Linked DNA regions of Mus musculus: region 1 is linked to region 2. The links are chromatin contacts, called in public HiChIP or PLAC-seq maps. All regions are on one chromosome and are shown on one strand. Each heading gives the region's core, a stretch centred on a gene start, on an enhancer-like site or on the middle of the called end of the contact. The rest is flanking DNA. Distances are from core to core; before and after follow the strand shown.

What was found. HiChIP or PLAC-seq counts read pairs in DNA pulled down with a chosen protein or histone mark.
Region 1: a contact with region 2 is called in an H3K27ac HiChIP or PLAC-seq map of microglia, with 3 times the contacts expected there. The contact joins the enhancer-like site here to the promoter of Adam10 in region 2. A contact is called at or near these places in 10 of 39 promoter capture datasets (the 3T3-L1 cell line, the C10 cell line, the HPC-7 cell line and 7 more), 1 of 15 datasets of contacts at CTCF or cohesin (large pre-B cells), 12 of 484 Hi-C or Micro-C datasets (the G1E-ER4 cell line, the HL-1 cell line, the HPC-5 cell line and 6 more), 18 of 115 datasets of contacts at active chromatin or transcription factors (the 230-238 cell line, the HPC-7 cell line, the SCID.adh cell line and 7 more) and 4 of 9 other capture datasets (adipose tissue, liver, macrophages and 1 more).

Annotation. Positions count from the first base shown.
Region 1 is chr9:70,782,138-70,784,837 of GRCm38.p6, reverse strand. No RefSeq gene overlaps it. Among named protein-coding and RNA genes, the nearest start is that of Adam10, 100 kb to the right of the region's middle. Within about 2 kb of position 1,442, at least 7 of the 459 cell types and tissues checked have an H3K27ac peak or open chromatin away from gene starts, as enhancers often do. A contact at or near this core is called in microglia, where this site is marked.
Region 2 is chr9:70,677,612-70,680,311 of GRCm38.p6, reverse strand. It overlaps Adam10 (a disintegrin and metallopeptidase domain 10), which reads right to left and starts at 1,330. Exons shown (of 16, transcript NM_007399.4): 1 at 1,053-1,330. The coding sequence starts at 1,107.

The DNA of each region.
Region 1 (2,700 bases), core at 193-2,692, 100 kb before region 2:
GACTATGAATAGTATAGGACAGAATTTCTATCCTGCTGATATGGTGAGAGGGGGCAGAAAAGTGTTAACAAAGATGTAAATATGGGTACCAGGACTATCACAGAACTAAATTAGGAAACATGAGTAACATACAACACTTTAATCTGTAAAAGCTGACAGTCAGTAACACACAAGGTTAACTCCGAAGCCCAAGTCAGAGGGGAAAAAGGCCAGTAAAACACGCTATGACAAGCACAGTAACCCGTCTATCAGCATTACTGAGCAGACTCAGCCTTCCTGAAGTGAAAACTGAAAACATTTTTTTCACTTTTCATGACAGACAACCCACATCATGCCAAATTATTCTAATCCCCTTATAGTCGGGGTGGGGGGAGGCAACCCCAGGATACCTTTTAAAAGATACATTTGAACCTCCAGGGATCAGTGTTACTTAAACAAGAAAGATGGGACTCCAGTTTACTGTACTGAGCTACTTAACATTTATCCCAAAATACAGTTTGTGAGTTTACTGTGGTAACTTGACCATTATTCCTGATGTATAACAGAAGACAGTTCTTTTCCTTAAGTAGTTAGCAAGTCACACAATACTGTGAAAGTAAGGAGGGATCAAACAGTTGCTTATGAAGACTCCCAAATGACTGATAGTTTCAAATTTTACCCTCATACTCAAAATCAATTAATCATTCATTGGAACTGGAGCAGAATATAATTAATCATGTTAGCTTGATTGGTTCAAGCTTAATTCCACTAAAAAATCATTATGAAACTCATCATGAATACAGGTTATAAATACAGCCTTGAGTAAACCTCTCTATATGAACTCAATCCATATTTAAAACACTTTTAATGAAAACATTTAAATATAGGTAGAAAAAAACAGTATGCTGAATTGTTAAGTACCCCATTGCCTAGCTTCAACAATTACCAACTCACAATCTCTTCTCAACTTTCTTTCATACACTGGCCGTCTCCACTCTTCAGTATTTTTACAGACATCTGAAGACACTAATCATCACTTTAATAATATTTCAGTTTGTATCTCTAAGTGATATGGACTTCCTTTAAGAATGGCACTCTCACAAGTGGACTGGGAAGTATAGCTCACGTGGTAGGACACATGCCCAGTACACATGAAGCCCTGGCTCAATCCCCAGCACCTAACAAAAAATTAAACAAAATTTAACACTAAACTTAACTAAAAATTAACACTAAAAATTACTGTAATCTCTTACCATCACCAACTATCAAATCATATTTCACATATCCCTAATGATCTTTTAAGTTTTCCCACTGCAGAATCCAAATAAGTCTTGGCAAGCTAAGTCCCTTCTTATTAATCGTTTTCTTTCTTTGAATTTTCGTTGGTCACTTGCTCTGCAGTTCCCTGTAAGCCTGGATTCTGTTGAATTCCCCTGTGCTTTCATTTGTTCCTTCTATTTTTAGGAAGTGGTGTCAGGTCTGGAAGCTTGATCAGGCAGGATATGGTCGGACATGGTGGGTTTGCTCCTGAAGAGATGTGCTTCCGCTGAGGGGTGTCCTCGGTCTGCTGTCGCTTCCTGAGGCTGACAGCCACTGGAGGGGATCCTCTCTACCCCTTAATCCCGGAAGAGGAAAATGGCAACATCGTAATTCTATATTTTTCTTCAGTTTTTTTTGGTCAGCATGTCTTTAAGTTTTTCACATTCCAAAGTAAGTATGAACTTGTAAAACCAGAGTTTCAATCTCTTGAAGATATTATTTTCACTGTTGCTAAAATCTTCAAAGTGCTTCCTGAATCATTGTATAGACTAGTGTGACCGATTTTTTTTTTGTACATATCTTTCCCTATATCCAGAATTATCCATTTATCCAAGGAAGTCTGATTCCTTTTAAGAAAACAGTATTTGAAGACCACAGCTGGAGCACTAAATTTTGGCCTCCATGAAATCAAGAAACGTCTTCTACTGTTGTTTCTAATAATCGTAAGTGGGGGCAATACATGCAGATTTTCAACCCCTCATATTTCTTTAAGAAGAAAGTCTTATATTTAAAGTCAAAGACACTATCACCTTTTTAAATCAATGACCTTTCAAACACCTTTAACCCCAAACTCTAGTTTTAAGACTGTATTATTAGATTTAGGATTTCCACAAAGGATTGTTTAAAACAATGAAATATCTGGAACTTACATATGCAAACAATGGGGAAGTGATTAATGTAAAAAGGCATGCAATACCTCCATAGGGTGAGATCATTACTGCCATCAGAAAGGTTAATACACCATCACTATTTTTGCTAAATGAGAAAGGTAGGTTACAAATTATATTGTGAGTCACATGCATTTACTCATATATTGTGCCCTGAAATCTTGACAGTGGAGACCAGGGCATCCATTATCCCATGCCCAGTTGCCCATTTCACTTCAGGCTTAGAATGTGGTGACCCTGGAGCTGCCAAACCATGCAGACACTTCCATCTGTTCCAAGTGGCCAAAAATGTATTCTTGTTACCACGCTCTTCACTTCACCTACTCTGTGTTGGATTAGCCCTGCCATTTTCACGGGGATTTCCAGACAGAGAAGGTAATAAACACTGCATTCAACCCTCTTGTATTTATCTAGTATCCAGTTGCGTTTTAAAAGAAAACACATTCTGAAATGCTTGTCAGTTATAAATACACAAGTTTCTAATGAAAATAGCACATAGGTATATGTCTGAAAA
Region 2 (2,700 bases), core at 81-2,580:
ACTAGGATATTTTCTAAAGTATCAAATTAGGCTGCTGACAACCATCCGAAGCACCCCTGGAAGTTCTGGGGGTTGTTTCCAATTCAATGCTTTTAAGCTAACCTCTCTCCAGACACTTGGGCGGCAAATTAGCTTACCTATGGTAAAGCACTTTCTCATAGGAACAAAATAATCATGCAACCTGTCCTAGGAAAGCCTGGGAATGAAATACCGCTGTCTCAAACCCGAAGCATCAGGAAACTTGAAGCAACAGTGAACTCCAATTTGCAGGGGGAGGGAGCACAGCCCTGACAATCCTCTGACTAAGCAGTACGTCTGCTCCACCTGAGAGTTTAAGAAAACTCTGCAAGTTGGTTCGCCCAGGAAGGGTCGGTCTTGCTTCTCTGTGGACTCAACTCAAAAAGACAGATGGATCGAAGAGCATCCTAAAACGGCTTGCCCTTCTCCTCAGTCAACTAAAGTCTTGCCCCGGGGAGACAGAAGACAGACAGACAGAACGACAGACACACACACACACACAACCTCCGGCGCGCTGGCTACAAACACTCCGAAAAGAGCACGAGGCGGAGGGAAGGCACTCGGGTGGGACACGCACACCGGCGTCCGACACCCGGCCCGGGTCCGCTCGCTCGCTTGCAGAACAATGCTCCCGCCGCGCTGCCAACCTCGCAAGTTGCTGCGAGTCTGCGCGGTCCCGGGGCTCGGACCCCGGCAGGGCTGAGGTGGCTGCGGAGTGCGCGAGGGCGGCTGGCCTGGGCTCCGCCGCTCCCGGGGAAAGCGGCGCGAGAAGCCGGGCAGGCAGGGCCGCCGGGCCGTGGGGGCGGGGAAGGCCTGGCCCGGGGCTCCGCAGCCTGCTCGGGCCGCCGCCGGCGGGAGCGCGGTCGGGGCGCGCGAGGGACAATAGCGCGCGGGGAGCGTCGCTCGGGGTCGGCTGAGGCGAGCTGAGAGAGCTGACAGAAGCCGAGGAGACCTGACACGCGCGGCCCGGCTCCGCGACGCTGCGCTCGGCCCGACCGACCGCCGCTCCGTCGCCGCCCGGGGTCGTGTCTCACCTCCCAGCCCCGCCGCCCAGGAGAGGAGCAGAATTAACACTGTCGGCAACACCATCTTCCCCGGCCGCCGCCTCCTCACGGGTTAACCGCGGTGCATCGATCCTGAGGGAGCCGCGACCGGCGCTGGGTCCCGACGAGCCTCCCCGGCAGTGGCACCCGGCGAAGCGCCTCCCTCTCGCTCCACTTCAGGGGCCCAGCCGCGCGCCCTGCTCCGCCAAAACAGGGCCCTCCCTCCCCCTCGGCCTCTTCCTTCCTCCCTTCCCCGCTTCCCTGCCCTCGCTCTTCGCCTGGTCTCAGCCCCTTCCCTGAGCCGCGGCCCTCCGCCTCCTTTCTCGCCACGTGACGCGACGGCACCCAATACACTCGCGAGGCCGCACCCCTGCCTCCCGCCCCGCCCTGCTCCCCCAAGCGCCCCGGGATAATGCGCATGCGTGCCGAGGCGAGCGCCCGGGCCGCTAGGCCCCGCCGCTGCTTCCTGTCCGCTGGCGGAGAGCAGGGATTGGCCTGGGAGGGCGGGGCCGCTGGAGACTCCGCCCACCGCCCCGGGCGGGAGCGCTCTTTTCCCTGTGAAAGTGCTACCTGGTTCTTCCAGCTGTTAAGGACTGTCTCTTGGAATCACACCCTACCCCGAAGCTGTCAAGAAGGGCTTTCGGCTTCTTCGCCTCCAAAAAACTAGAGGTTTTCCTTGCTTCTCTATCTGTTTCTTTTGAAGCTCTGCAGCTGCCAAGTAAACAAAAGCAGTCCCAGCAAACCATGATTTTAGCCGCGATACACAGCTCTGATGGGAACATAAAAGGAAAGATCCAACAGGAAGAAAAAAATACCCAAAGGGGTATCTTCCCGAACCATTAGCAAATGTATGTCACCTACTAGGCCTTAGCCATAATAATAAATAAATAAATAAATAAGCCGGTGGTCCTTAGTCTCCAGCTCAGAAAATGCTCGCTTGTTAGTCTGTTTCCCTCATACCTCCTTCATGCCAACTTCTACAAAACCGGTATTTGACTTCTCATTTACTCGCTTTGATTCTTTATACTCGTATTCAAGAACTACAACTTTAGGAGTAATGGGAGGAGGGATTTGTAAGGGTGGGACTGGGAGGAGAGGAGCGGGGCTGCTCTTCGGATGTAACGCGAATGAATAAATGAAAAAAAAAAAGAACTACAACGTCTTCATCATACTTAACTCTGCTTCGGTTGACTCAAAGAATATGAGTTTATATTATTGATAATAAGAATAAATTGCAAACCTTTTACTTCCGCCCTATATATTTTCTACAACCTACATTGTTAATGTAGATAATGTGGTTTTTAAAGAAAACAGAAATAAAGATGAGAATACTTTTCCCACCCCCATCTCCCATCTCTCATCTAATTATCCCAGGTTATTCTTTGAGTGGTTATGAGGCCAAGGGTAAACATGAACTTCTGATTCCTCCCATCTTCCATGCACCGTCACACCTTACTTAAGGAATATACTTATTTTAATTGTTTTGAAAAATGAATTGTTGTTTTGCTTCACATTACTAAACTCAATACTGCAGTCAGAACTTCCCACATCATCATGATTGTCCTGTCCATTCGTTTCTACTGAAGCATATAAAATCAATACAGAGTAACTGAATGCTGTTATTTCTTTTTCCTTTTGT